Linked DNA regions of Zea mays: region 2 is linked to region 1. Evidence: chromatin contacts called from public Hi-C data. All regions are on one chromosome and are shown on one strand. Each heading gives the region's core, a stretch centred on a gene start, on an enhancer-like site or on the middle of the called end of the contact. The rest is flanking DNA. Distances are from core to core; before and after follow the strand shown. Region 1 has its middle 12 kb from the start of LOC103654578. Region 2 holds the start of LOC100281700 (aldehyde dehydrogenase, dimeric NADP-preferring).

Region 1 (7,449 bases), core at 2,171-4,670:
CGTGCATTTAAGTGTAGAAATTACTTGAAACCCTAATTGCATGAATTCAGGATTCCTTTGAGATGGATACTAGTATGCTAGGTCGAGTAGCTGCTTTGCTAATTAGGGATCTCGGTAGAAGTCGAGTGATTTTTCTAGCACTCGCGCGAGGTTAGGAATTGGTTGTATCCATTTTGGTAACAGGATCTATGATGGTCTATGGGCATGGATCCTGGGTGGATGCCTTGTCTATGAGACGAGAATGGAATTAAGGACTCATGTGCGCATACCTGAGTCAAGCATTTGAACGTACTAGACACATGTCGGGATTATGGTAACCGATAAGCCTAGTACCTGATTGAACCTGCCCGCAGTCTTTCCTCCTCACTGGACCTGAGACAGAGTCTCCCATGCTAGCGATGGTGGGTACAAATGTGGATATTGCACGGCAGCGACCGAGGTCAATAGAGCACTGTATGCCAAGGCCATGAGCCCTGATCTGTTGCCGGGGAATCGATGGGGACGGCTGATATGTGTGGGGACGGAGTGCCACTACATGTCGTGTGTTTAGGTTTACCTTGCAAGGTTAAAACTCGATTCAAATTATCTGCTTCTCGCAGCTAATGAGACTGTTTGACCCCTTGTACTGCATCGAGTAAGAAGCGAAATAAGGTTCTGGAGATAACATGTTGATTGCACTAAATGATTGTTACCATGTATGCTTAGAAAGGAGCAAACCTAGTGTAAAATGGATATGATAGAACTTGAAAAGCTAAAATTTGTTTTAGACTCAGCTAGTGCTTTTGGCAAACCAATCCCCTCAGCCAAACAACTTTATGGTCTAGAGGTAGAGGAGTAGACTCCTCACACCGGGTAAGTCTAGCCGGTAGGAGAGGACCAAGAGGAGTAGTGGGCCAGGCCTTGCCCTATTCCTCGTTATCAACGTTATTTATTATCCGCTGCAATGTTAAGAACATTGTTATCTTTGTCAAACTCCGTTTTATGTAATAACTTAAGTACTTAAACTTGTGGTTTCATGTTTATTGCATTCTCTCTGAGTCTCACCATCGGGTGAGCTAATGGTACTCGATACTTGGTAAGTGGCTCTATCGGACTAGATCCGAAGAACTGATGGGTTATTCTGATTTAAGTGTATTGTCGCCTTCAAGGCGTGACTCGGGCACTTAAGCTGGAATAATCTGGGTGGTTCTGCCATATTCAGCATTCCAAAGCCTTCGTGTTTTTTGTGGATCGAGCTCGTTATTAAAAAAACGATATATCACCACGAAGGGGCTACTGTTGGGGGTCTTCTTCTCCGCCGAAGGCCCTCAAGACAAAAACACCTTCAGCAAAGTAATACTGAAGTCTTCTCTCCTTCTGCCGAAGGTTCTCAAGACGAAGACCTCGCTTATAAGCAACGATGCCAAGTGCCGAAGCTACCATCAACTTCGGTTTAAATCGAGCAAAGGATGAAAAGACTAGATAAACCTTAGTAATTTAAGTTATGCCAATAAATAGATGTTGAGGGTCATGAATGTAATTTTACCCAGACTGTGTCCCGTGTCTATAAATAGAAACAGTAGCACCATACTGTTCACGATGTATTCTAATTGCCCTCTCGTGTCTTCACCTTCGAGCAAGCCGAAGGTATCATTGTAATATGAATTCTATTAATATTCATATTTACCTTATGGAATTTAATCATCGATGAATTAATAACTTGTATCTTTTATATTGATATTTGTGTATTTTAATCTATTGATAACATGATGAAGGCATGTACTTTAAGACCTTGATCCGATGATCATTGAATCCAAGAGGAAACAATGCTTCGGAGGACGAAAGTCTTTAATCTTTAATGATTGTGTTGCCTTGTTTTTGATTCACAGCATTTGAGAACAAGTGACCAACACGACCGATGGCGGGCAGGGTCAGTGGCGGCGGAGCGAGTGCGAGTGTATCCATGTGTCTCGGGGCATGAGCGTGAGTGAGCAGAGAGAATGGAACAGTGTGGGCCACTTCCGACCGACAGCCGTTAAACATAAGCTTATGTCTGATGGCCTGCTCTAATAGTCGTCGAACATAATCTTATGTCCGACCGCATGCTGTGATATCTCGTCACTGCTCAAAAATAAGCTTATCTTCGATGGCTGTCACGACAGACCGTCGGACATAAGCTGGCCATCGAACTTTTTTTAGTTTTATATTGTGTCTTTTTCTTAGGCTTCCATGTTCCTTTCACCCACATGTGCCTCATATACAAACCCGCCTTTCTCCTCTGAGACTCAATGTAAGACCTAAAATTGGCAGAAAGAAAAATATATATATGTATCATTAAATAATAAAATAAAGAAGTAGATATTTATGATAGTATTTCTAAAACTTTTGAAAGCCTTGGGAAAAATTACTAGGACCTTTCCTATTCATAATCAATTAATAAATATTAATTTAGTTAAGTAGCCACTAGATAAATAATGAGGAGATGCATTTCTTGGTTACAATTATGGTGATACATCCTATTGGAATAAGGTATCATAATTTGATCTCAAAATTTTAAATAAAATATCAAATAGAAAATGAGGAAAGAAATAAATAGTAATCAAAATAAAGTAACTAAATAGATAGATTACTTTATGCATACGCATATCATGTTGAGGTTTTGAAGTGAACATTTCAATTTAGTTATAAAATAGGTGAATGAGAGTAAAATAGAAATTTGAATAGGGAAAATGACACTTTGGATTAAGTGAACTAACCTTGTTGCAAGTAAGATAATAAAGAAAATACTCATAATAATAATGATAAAAAAGGGAGAACAGAGGATTATCTCATATTAGACTTTTCTACACGTTTTAAAAATTTGGAAATTCGAACTTGAAGTTTGAGTTGAATTTGAAATAGGAAAGAAAAATCAGAAAATAGAAAAGAAAACACGAAACGTCCCTTGCGAGCAGGAAGGGGTGCCGCCGTCTGAAACCGAGGTACCTCGGCGTCGAGCCCTGGGGATCTGGCAGTGAAGCTTTGTCGGATCACGCGGGTGGTTGTGGTGTTCGGATTGGGGGTGCGAAAGTGACCTGAGGAGGGTGAATTCGGGCCGAGCTCGGGATTCTACCCCTTTGCCGCTAAGCATCAAAATTGATCCCCGCCTCTACACGATCGCTAGTAAATTAACCATTCGCATGTTCTCTGTAATCTCCGCATCACTATGCGTGCTTCAGCGAATTACTTGGAGCACCGGGGCGCCTAATCGGCTGTCTCCGGCAAGCTACGCTGCCGTGAGCTCATTGCGCCACCGCTGGGGCAGGCAGATGGGTGGTGACGGGGTCCTGGTCGTGGGATCTGAAATGGAGGGAAATGATTAGAAGTAGCATACCCCCTTCGCGTGAGCAGATCTGGGCGTCGATCGGGCGAGGTGCGGATAGGATTTAATGGCTGGGGTATTGGATCGCGATCGTCGATATGGGATTGTGGGGCTCATAATACATACCCGTTCGATTGAGCTAGGTTAAAATCTAGGCCCTCGGTTTTTTATCTGACGGCTGGGAATCAAAGATATCCCTTCGGCGTGGTTGGTTTACAAAAGAGACCCTACGTTTATTTGATTTATTGCCCGCTATCCTTTTCTGTTAAAACTGATCACAAGCAGGTCCCTGGTCTTTACAAACTCACCCCTGAAGTTTATTTTATGCATAAAAAGGTATATAAAAATGGATAAAAACTTAGATAATTCATATCTTGATCATTTTAACTCCAAATTGATTCATTCCAGTAGCATTAATTTTGTTTTAATATTGTTTATCACTTAGTACCTTTGTTTACCCATGAAACTTGAATTAAAATTATTCACTTGAATTACTCTATTCTAGGTACTAAATAACTTCAGAAATTCATAACTAGACAATTGTAACTCCGATTTGATCCGTTCAAATTGCGTTAGATTCATAATAATGTTATCTATACAGTATGACACTAACATTTATCACACCCCATACTTTTATTATTAGAAATTTGTCTAGCCTATGTTTAATAGATTAACTCCTCTAATCGAAGTTAACCTCTCCATAATTATAATTTGATTAAAATATGATCTCTAGTAAAGTTATAATTAAGATTAAGGTTGAGTTAATCATTTATAGAATAGTCTCACATATGATATACACTAACCAATTTATAATATAATTTAATATTTAAACCACATAGATCTACCATAAATCATAATTCTTTAACCGTAACCTGATTTTAGTGTTTCGCGAACCCACGATCTCGTAGCAACGCGTAGATTATTATTATGCAGTTTTTCTTATGTTTGATGTGATGTTAATTTTGTCTATACCATGTTTGTTTGTATTGCTACGACTAGAGTGAGGTCACGAGAATCTGAAGATCATCCTGGTACCTGGAATCTCAAGACCCAGGCAAGTTGTGCCTTTGACCACTTTTATTACCCAATAATGTTCTTTATTATCACTTATTCATGTATAGGCTTAATTTTGATGGGACCCAATAGGTCACCCTAGTTTGGTTATCTTGTTACCTTGTTTACCCCTGAACTATTTGGGTAGTTTTGCTATTGCTCTATATGGTTTTGGGTTTAATATTACATTATGCTCAAGTTCCAATTATACTGTTATTTTATTTATTGTTCATGACAAGATCATTATTTTAATTGGAACATGAAGCTTAACTTGAAAAACACGTGCCACCACAAGGGTGAAATGAGACGTCCTTGGCTGACTAACTAGGAAAGGTAGTGGAGGACTACCTTACCCAATAGGGGCAAGGGCAGTAGGGGAGTAGGCGTGTAGGGAGGTTCCCATGTTAATTTTGTAGCGATGGCGGTTAGACGGGGGATTCCTGCATTGCTCTTCCTAGAAACAGTAGCGGGTTTTCTAAATCTAGTGGAACTTTGTAAAGGCCTCGTAGTGGATCCCTAGGCATTCACCTCGGTCGTGTCTAAGGGTCTAGCTAACCCTGGTGACATGGGATACACGACTTGTGGGTACAGGGTACAACCTCTGCAGAGTGTAAAACTGGTATACTAGCCGTGTTTGCGGTCATGAGTAGCTCTGGACTCTCGCATGATTAAATTATGGAACTAAATTCAATTTGTCATTTGCATTGCATGTGATTTACTATTAATTTTGTTCTATTATTATTATGGTTTGGTATTTACCATTTAGTAACTGCTAATGAAATTTGACCAACTTATTAAAAGCAACGCTCTGCTTTAACCCCTATTATTGATCAGCCTTACACTTCACATTAACTCTCACCTTTGGTGAGTTCATATACATTATTCCCCACAAATTGTTGAGCAATGAACATATGTGAGCTCACCCTTGCTGTCTCACACCCCATAGGTAAAGAACATGTACCGTAGGATGAGGCGCATGGAGGATGCTGCGATGTGTTCGTGAGAGGTCTTGGCCGTCGTCTCCCAGTCAACTTTAGGTTGCTAGATCGTTATCTCCTTTTGATGTAATTATTTATTTATTTATTTTGTACATAACTCTTATTATATAGTAAAGTTGTAACATTTGTTTCTGTACCATGATTTATCATATGCGTGAGACTTGATCCCAGAACACCTAGTGATTATGTTCACGTCCGGATCCCTAAAACCCGGGTGTGACACTCGACCGTGGCGATCATCATGTATAGGATGTGAGCCGCTTATGGATATCACAACGAGGGACCTCTACGACCGGATTGAGTTCAACTATATTGATAGTGGTTCATGGGAAGCAGGGGTGGGAGGTTAAGTATAGCGGCGACGGGTGGGACACTTAGAAGCTCATGGTCTTTGTCGTGCCTCACTCGCACCGCCACCTTGGCTGGATCCACACCATTATTGGTTGTTGGGGCTCATTCCGACTATTTGAAAGTGGGTGAAATACGGTGTTTTCTTATAGCCAAATACGGGATCTTGAAAATACGACGGGTTGGAGGCTCTCCTGTTTTCGTCAGATCCCAACCCGTCAACCATCTGTTTCAAGATTTTTTGTTTCAGTAAATACGAAAAGTGATCAAATGTTGAAAACGAAACAAATTGTGACAAGATGTAACCCGCCCCCTTTCAACCTAATTAGGCTACCAAATCAACCCATATATGTTTGGGCCGGGCACCACCGCTACGTGACGTGTGAGATCCTGTTGCGTGACGGAGGGTCCGCGGTCGCCTCGCGCGAAGCCACCGCCGTTAACTTCCCAACCACCCACCCGACCAACTTTTTTGCAAATTGGCCCTTTTCGGATTTTTTTTGCACAATTATGCCCCTGGCAGTTGCTTTTCAAAAAATGGACCCTTAGCTCGGCGCCGTCATCATTGGCGCCGAGCTTGTGTGTGCCGGCGCCAATATTGTTGGCGTGCATACGTTAGATGGAGGGATGACTTGGAATCTACGTGGCACGTACCTCGGCGCCATAGATCTTGGCACCGAGGTAGTTGCCGCCCCTACCTCGGCGTCAAGATCTATGGCGCCGAGGTACGTGCCTATAAATAGGTCCCTACGTCCGACTGGTTTGTGTGCTCATTCCAATTCTTCGAAACTAGAGATATCAACCTGATTTATAGGATGTCTAGGCGTGGTAAATCTGCTAAACAAAGGTAAGTGTTGGATCCGCCTCTTATTTTGCGAGTCTATTATATTTGTGATTGTTATATAGCTTATGGAAATTTAGGAAGGATCCTTTGACCGGAACTGCATTCGACCCGCTGCCTTTGCCAAGTGGTGTTCCAGTGCCTATGTGTTTTTGTGGTGATCCTTGTAAGGTTGATAAGTCTGAGGATCATGACACCTATCGACAGAGGTATTGGATGTGTGCTAACTTTGCATTTGAGCCAACTATTGCTCAACGTCGGATGAATTTAATGGTGAGAATAGTCTTGTAATATGTTAACAATTTGAAGACTCGGAGTGGTGAATGTTTTTTGCCTACTAATAATTGCATGTTTTGTAGACTCCTCCACCGCTATGTGATTTTGAGCAGTGGATTGACACAGAAATATCAGGGAAAGACAAGAAGTGGTTGGAGAATCTTAAAAAGTGGGATGCAGAGGACAAAGAGAGGATGGAGAAAAGACGAGAGGAGCTTGCTGCCGAGCAACAACGTGAAGACGAACATGAAATGAGGCGTGTTGCTGAATGCAGTGAAGAGAAGGAGAAGAAGCTTGAGCGTGCACGTCGTGCAAAGGAAGCAATGGAGAACCCTAATGCATTGCGCAAGGGCAAATGGCCCCGTTGCACTCAATAGTCTAGGTGTTTTATTTGAAGTTATGTAATAATGAACTTATTATTCGGTATTATGTATTGCCAAACAATGATATTTGGTAATGAATTACCTTCAAATTGATGAAAATGACATAAATACGCAATTGATGAAAACTACATTTAAAGCAATTGTTGAAGGCGACTTCAAGCAATTGATAAAGATAATCAACACGCTGAAAGCAATTGATACAAAAGAGTT
Region 2 (7,449 bases), core at 1,930-4,429, 160 kb after region 1:
ATCTGGAACACGAAATACATAGAGTGGATAAAAAAGGAACTATGATTCATACTCACTATTTATACCTCGCAACCAGACTTAAAAAAATGAAGTAGTTCTTAATAAAAAAATAAATTTTCTTCCTTCCAATTTTGTTTGCCCAAAAGAGAACTCTTTTCTCTTTCAATAAATGATCATCAAGCAGTTCTTATTCGAAGAACCCTTGCCTTTTGTTTATCTTGAGACTCAATCATCGTGGCTCTAGTATGAATGTAAGGTTTTAATTGAACTGATTCATAGGATCGCAACAAGATAATTTCTATCAGAAAACCACTAGAAATTTTGATTTTATTTTTTGACTAGTCAAAAAATAAAATCAATAAAAAATAGGGAACATGAAAGTCAAGAGGCCTCTAATGATCAACATAAGGGAAAGAAAGACAGATGAGCCAACTTGAGATTTTTTGGCATTATTATCACAAAGAAGAAATTGTGGATTTTTCTTATTTCATATCTTCAAGGCAAATCGATCCAATACCGTGGCTGATGGAGTTTTGAACCTTTTTTCTAATATCCGTAGAAACATTTGTGTATTTCTGCTTGAGCCGTACAAGATGAAATTTTCATATACGGTTCTCGAAGGGGGAGTCGGGCTAGTTACCTATCTCAATAAAGTATATGATTGGTTTGAAGAACGTCTTGAGATTCAGGCAATTGCGGATGATATAACTAGTAAATATGTTCCTCCTCATGTCAACATATTTTATTGTTTAGGGGGAATTACACTTACTTGTTTTCTAGTACAAGTCGCTACCGGTTTTGCTATGACTTTTTACTACCGACCGACCGTTACAGAGGCTTTTTCCTCCATTCAATATATAATGACGGAGGCCAAATTTGGTTGGTTAATCCGATCGGTTCATCGATGGTCAGCAAGTATGATGGTTCTAATGATGATCCTGCACGTATTTCGTGTGTATCTCACAGGTGGATTTAAAAAACCCCGTGAATTAACTTGGGTCACAGGTGTGGTTTTGGCTGTATTGACTGCATCATTTGGTGTAACTGGTTATTCTTTGCCTTGGGATCAAATTGGTTATTGGGCAGTCAAAATTGTTACATGTGTACCCGAAGCTATTCCGGTAATAAGGTCCCCTTTAGTGGAATTATTACGTGGAAGTGCTAGTGTGGGCCAATCCACTTTGACTCGTTTTTATAGTTTACATACCTTTGTACTACCTCTGCTTACTGCCATATTTATGTTAATGCACTTTCCAATGATACGTAAGCAAGGTATTTCGGGTCCGTTATAGGGAAGGCATAGCATAGAGAATTCTAATTCTCATATATCATATCGGGTAGGTTGTGGTATTTCATTGCTACAAACATGGGTTATTGTAAAATAAGACATGTCATTTGGATACTTCTCTTCAACTTCGAAGTATTTTTATACAAATAGTTGAAATGAATTTTACGAAAGAAAATAAGGCGGATTATGGGAGTGTGTGACTTGAATTATTAATTTGGCCATGCAGATAGAGAATTGGATCTGCCACATTAGAATTCACGACCAAAGGTGTTTCCGCATCCAATCAACACGTAAGTCCCCTATCTAGGAAGGATAGACTGGTTCACTCGAGGAGAATATTTTCTATGATCATACCCCACCAACCATGTAATCCATGAACAGGCTCCGTAAGATCCTATAGAGTATAAATGGAATAAGTCATGTGATATGATCCAATTCAATTTTTATTACACTTACTTTTTATTATAGTATGGAAATGCATTCATTTTCTTTGCATCGATTTTGATCCGCAATACTATCGGAGTAAAAGAAGGGACCTAAGGAAGAACACAGGCTAAACTTTTTGATTTTTTATTAGTAACAAGTAAATACTTTGTTTGGACATAAGAAACTTGCGATATCAAGGGGATAAACAACAACTAATCAAGAGACAATCCACAAAGCAATTGATCATGATCAAATTTGTAAGCCCACTTGGATATTGAGCATTTAAGGATAAGAATAGGATTCTTTTCAATGAGTAGTTATAGGCGCAACTTCGGAAAAGATAATTTGATAAAGTTTTTCTTACCTTGAGTCATTGAGTCATTATATACCCCTATTCTATTATGGATCCTCCACGGTCTTATTTCTTTCGTTCTTGCTCGAGCCGGATGATGAAAAATTCTCATGTCCGGTTCCTTTGGGGGATGGATCCTAAATAATTCACCTATCCCAATAACAAAGAAACCTGACTTAAATGATCCTGTATTAAGAGCAAAATTAGCTAAAGGGATGGGACATAATTATTATGGGGAACCCGTGTGGCCCAACGATCTTTTATATATTTTTCTGGTAGTAATTCTGGGTACTATTGCGTGTAATGTAGGTTTAGCGGTTCTAGAGCCGTTAATCAAAGCTTCAATAAGCTAGTTTATTTCTATTTTCGAATATTTATCATCCGCTAGTTCAGTTTTGAACTAAACCAGGATAAATAAAAAAGATTGCATTGAGTATAATTTAGGCTAACAGGAGTACATATCTGATATCTTGTTTCGCGTGTGTCGTTTTACCGGGTCACATGCTGCACATAAGCCACACGTATGACAACATAAGCTGCTGCAGAAGCTAGCTGTTTGAGAGAAGTTCTGCTTAAATTTGTGAAGAAGCTGAAAATAAACTGTGCCAAACAGGGCCATAACATGAACGCTACTGTCACCATTACGTAGGCGGCAGGCCCCACAACCGACTTGTTTAATCCACATCCACACACTCGCTATTCAACCATGTTTTATCCTACTCCCTCTATATAAAAAAAGTCATTCTAGGCAAATATTATTAAGTTTTATTTATTTATAGTATATAACTAATATATTATTAGATCAACCATTATTTTCTATAATAAATTTATTTAGAGGTATAAATGTATTATTTAAAAAATTAGTCAAAGTTAAAAAATTAAACAGCACGCATCCTGTAATAATCATATACTTATTCTAGAATGAGTGAGTACCTTGTGTATTGCTGTTACGGACAAGATAAATCTGAAACGCCATCGAAACCGAGAGAGAGGTGACAGTGAAAGGTGACGATGTTTTCACAGGCGGTGAGGAAACCCACGTCATCCCCTGCGTCCTTCGTTTCCCTTCCGACGAAAGGCGTCCGTCGCCTTCGCCATTCTAGAATTGTACTAGCAGTCCACTCAGACCGATGGGCGATGGCGAGGAAGGGGGAAGGAAAATATCAAAAGGAATCTCCCAAGTCCAAACAGACCCCATCGCCCGCCGCACGTCACGACATGCCCTTCTCCCTGCTAGTGCTGCCACCGCTCCCGCTGAAAAAGATTATTAGTTTTTCATTTCTATTTTTAATAATTGAACCTCTTCTGCCGGTTCTTCTCCCTCCTTGAGTACTACTTCCTGGCAATTTATCTTCTCCAACAAGGTCCGACATCAACAAGTGATTGCTCGCGGCCCCGCAAGCGAGAGAGAACTTTTCAACCCAAACAAACAGTCCAATCCAATTCCTAGGGCAATCCGGTGAACGTGTGCGTGTGTATATACATACACACGGCCGCCGCCGCCGCAGGCCTCGCTCCTACCGCCACCGGACTCCCCTTTCGCGTCCGCTTCTCTTGTTGTTGCTGTGCTCTCCTGTTACCGGGACCCGGAGGAAGGCAGGAAGGAAGGAAGGAAGGAAGGCGGGGATGGCGGAGGAGACGGTGCGGGAGCTGCGCGCGAGCTTCGCGGCGGGGCAGACGCGCCCGGCCGAGTGGCGGGCGGCGCAGCTCAAGGGGCTCATCCGGATGATCGACGAGAAGGAAGCCGAGATCAGCGCCGCGCTCCACGAGGACCTCGCCAAGCCGCATATGGAGTCCTTCCTCCACGAGGTGAGTTATTACTGTACTACTTGCTAGTTGTACTTTCCGATTCCTCGGGTTTTAATGTTTGTTGGACTCGCACGCGCTCTCGCGGAACCGCTGATGCCCATGTTCCTGTGACGAGTTCCATGGGGGGGAATTCCGACGTGATTCCTTCCCCTCGTCCATGGGCAAGGAGCCAACGTGCCCTGGCCCTGTTCTTCTGACAAGGGGGCAGGGCTGCTGTTGTGAATTGGGAAAAGCTGGGTAGTCAGTTTCTTATGAACACGCCCTCAACTCAACTGGCCAGCTGCTGTGGGGACTCTGCAAAGGGTAGCGTTGCGTGTAAATTGGTTTCTTGGTGGTGTTTGCTTCCACGGTCTCCCCGGTCTTCCGCTTCCGCAAAATTTACCACACTTTGCTCGCTATATACGTACTTCAATTCAGCTAGCACTAGTACAAAACACACATGTTTACTTGCTAGCAGCATTTGTCAAATCTTGTACCATGCAGTGGCAAGATTGTTTAGTTCTCAGTAGTCACATCAAGATTAATTTCATCCTTGTCTGGTACGAGCAACTGAGGACCGCGTGCTGCTTCTCCTGTGTTGTGTTGGTGCCTCAGATATCACTTACAAAGTCGTCGTGCAAGTTTGCGCTCAAGGGGCTCAAGAACTGGATGAAGCCCGAGAAGGTATTTTATTTATTATCCACCTCTGCAACTGGAGCTTCCAGGAGAGATAAATTTGTTTCTCCTCCTGCTGCCACTGTTTATCTGGCCCGGTGCTAACCTTTTGGGATTCGTGCTCAGGTACCTGCGGCCATAACTACATTCCCGTCCTCCGCCCAAATCGTGCCGGAGCCCCTCGGCGTCGTGCTCATCATCTCAGCCTGGAACTACCCTTTCAGTAAGTTCATTCTAAACTGTACAATTTTTTTTTCTTCTTCTTCTAGCTTGCTAGGCTGGACTATCTCTGGTTTTTAATTCGAAAAATAGGAACAGAATCTGTTCAACAGATGGCTCTCCTAAAAACACTTGCAAAATCTGTTGAGTAAGGTAGTTGTTAAACAGTTTGTTGTTGCGTGATGGAGTTGGAGCCTAGAAGATCCTGCCATTAATTTCGTATGCTTTCGTGCCCCATGCTTGAGGTTGAGGGTGTGCTATATTGTTGTCATATCTCACTATCTTTACTTCTCCACAAAGCAAGCTGTACGCGATGCACCAGTCTTTTTCAGGCACGTCACAAGTCATAATTGGCTTCAAGTCAACATCTGAACATTCATTCATAGCTCGTGTTCAAAAGAACAATCGATGCTTTGGCCTGATAGACTTTTCCTCGACGAGTCAAAAGAAGAAGAAAAAAGAGAGGGTACTAATTACCTGTACTTGTCCACTGTAGTACTCTCTATCGACCCAGTCATTGGAGCAATCGCTGCTGGAAATGCTGTTGTTCTGAAGCCATCAGAAATAGCGCCAGCTACCTCGTCACTGTTAGCAAAGCTGCTACCCGAGTATGTTGACAACTCCTGTATTAAAGTTGTGGAGGGAAGCGTTCCAGAAACAACCGCACTCTTGGAACAGAGATGGGATAAGATCTTCTACACAGGTCAAGTTCTTGAAACCTATGGTTTTTTTCATGGCTCAGTGATTCTTTTAGTTTCTTAGATACTTGATTGAGTAAAGATCGTCGCAGACTCAGCATGCTACGGCACATGCACTTCTCATTTGTACAGCAGTACAGGCATAAGGCATTAGCCATCACACAGTTACGAAAACAGAAATTCTTCTAATATAATCCATAAGTCCTTGATACTGAGCTGTACGTTGTTCGTGAGATTCTGACATGTATGTGTTTCGATGAATTTCCAGGTAATGGAACTGTAGGACGTATAGTGATGGCAGCAGCCGCAAAGCATCTGACCCCGGTAGCTCTGGAGCTTGGTGGGAAATCCCCTGTTATCGTGGATTCAAATGTTGATCTCCATGTAAATGCATCTCTATGAACTATCATGTTCTTAAATAAAGTTACCATTTTTTAGTTATTACAAAACCGGTATTTTCATTGCAGGTTGCTGCTAAGAGGATTGTTGTTGGCAAATGGGGATGCAACAACGGCCAAGCATGCATTGCTCCAGATTACATCATAACGACAAAATCATTTGCACCGGAGCTGGTATAGATAACCAAGGATTTTCTTGCACAAAACGAGACACTGAACTTGCATTTTCTGTTCCATGAAGTAAATGTAAATCCTTGGCAGGTGGCCTCTTTCAAAAGAGTTTTGGAAAGGTTCTATGGGGAGGATCCTCTGGAATCAGCAGACTTGTCTCGTATTGTGAATTCGAAGCAGTTCAAAAGATTGACAAATTTGATAGAAGAAAAAAGAGTTGCTGACAAGATTGTGTACGGCGGCAAGGCTGATGAGAAGCAACTGTAAGCATTGTTAATCACACTTTTGCAAGTACAGATACAGTAGTTAAAGTTCGTTGATGTATGCTAATATTTTTTCTTGGATGGCAGAAAAATTTCTCCTACACTATTGTTAGATGTTCCTGAAGATTCAGAAATTATGACAGGCGAAATATTTGGGCCCTTGCTTCCTATTGTGACGGTCAGTAATATTCTCTGCCCTCATGAAAGATATATATGTTTTTGAACGAATTGGTAGGAGCTCTGCTTTTCAGTTAAGTAGAGAAGAGGGTTTACGTACAAGCAAAAAGGACAGACGACCAACTTTGGTCCTAATCAAGGGAAAAAAACATACACAATGTTCCAGGGCGCTAGCACTGGAAGCCTTCTTCCTCTCCTCAATGTAGTCCTTTATTCTTATGGCTACGTGCATCACTGATGCTGCGGGTTTAGTGGAAACATTGTCAAGTGATAAGTTTGTACGGAAAAAGTACTAAAGTAACTAGTGTTAGACATCCTGCTCTGTTTAGCCTTTTCCCTTTCCAACCAGGAAGTCTTTGCGCAATGCGCTTGATAAGCGGTTAGACTTGAATCTTTTGGAGCAATCTGATGTGGAGTTCAATCCTACGGCTGTATAGGTTTTTTTCTTGAACGCGCAGAAAAGCTGCGTATCATTATATTAAGAAAGAAGACCCAAAATAGGTCAGTCTAACCCTAGATTATATCCAAGGGTTGTATAGTTAGAGTTTTGTTGTTTTGCTCATTACTCCAAGTGAAACGGCGTCCATTCATTTTTTATTTCTTTAAGGTGCAGGTCATCTATTGCTGCCTTGAATGAGCCCGCCCGGTAAACGAGGTTGAAGTCCCCTAGGATGAGCCATTTGGCGTGATCCGGTGGAGTTCTTTTTAGTTCTAGGAGGAATTGAAGTTTTGTGGCGTCCCTTTGGTGCCAACATGAACATCGGAGAGGTCACAATAGTCCTCAATAACCGCAAGCAGGATACCTCCTCTTGTCTGATTTGCCGGTAGGATGTAGGAGTTGACAAATTTTGCACCAACATATTTCATTGGACGGGGGCTCAACGAGGTCGAGGTGGATGATGACTCTAAAGGCATGTTTGGGAGCAAAGGGAAGGGAGGGGATTGGAGGGGCTTTTAATTTTAAATAGCAAGGGGCTTTTAGCCCCTTTAGGGC

The links. Hi-C and Micro-C count contacts between places; a contact is called where the count stands out from the background.
Region 2: a Hi-C map of endosperm shows a contact between it and region 1, with 5 times the contacts expected there. The contact joins the promoter of LOC100281700 here to the enhancer-like site in region 1. A contact is called at or near these places in 2 of 25 Hi-C or Micro-C datasets (bundle sheath and endosperm).

The regions. Positions count from the first base shown.
Region 1 is chr4:214,439,496-214,446,944 of Zm-B73-REFERENCE-NAM-5.0, forward strand. No RefSeq gene overlaps it. Among protein-coding and RNA genes, the nearest start is that of LOC103654578, 12 kb to the left of the region's middle. Within about 2 kb of position 3,421, at least 20 of the 20 cell types and tissues checked have an H3K27ac peak or open chromatin away from gene starts, as enhancers often do. A contact at or near this core is called in bundle sheath and endosperm, where this site is marked.
Region 2 is chr4:214,601,445-214,608,893 of Zm-B73-REFERENCE-NAM-5.0, forward strand. LOC100281700 (aldehyde dehydrogenase, dimeric NADP-preferring) reads left to right here and starts at 3,180. Exons shown (of 10, transcript NM_001368082.1): 1 at 3,180-3,875; 2 at 4,470-4,538; 3 at 4,656-4,752; 4 at 5,245-5,451; 5 at 5,715-5,830; 6 at 5,914-6,018; 7 at 6,106-6,278; 8 at 6,366-6,456. The coding sequence starts at 3,693.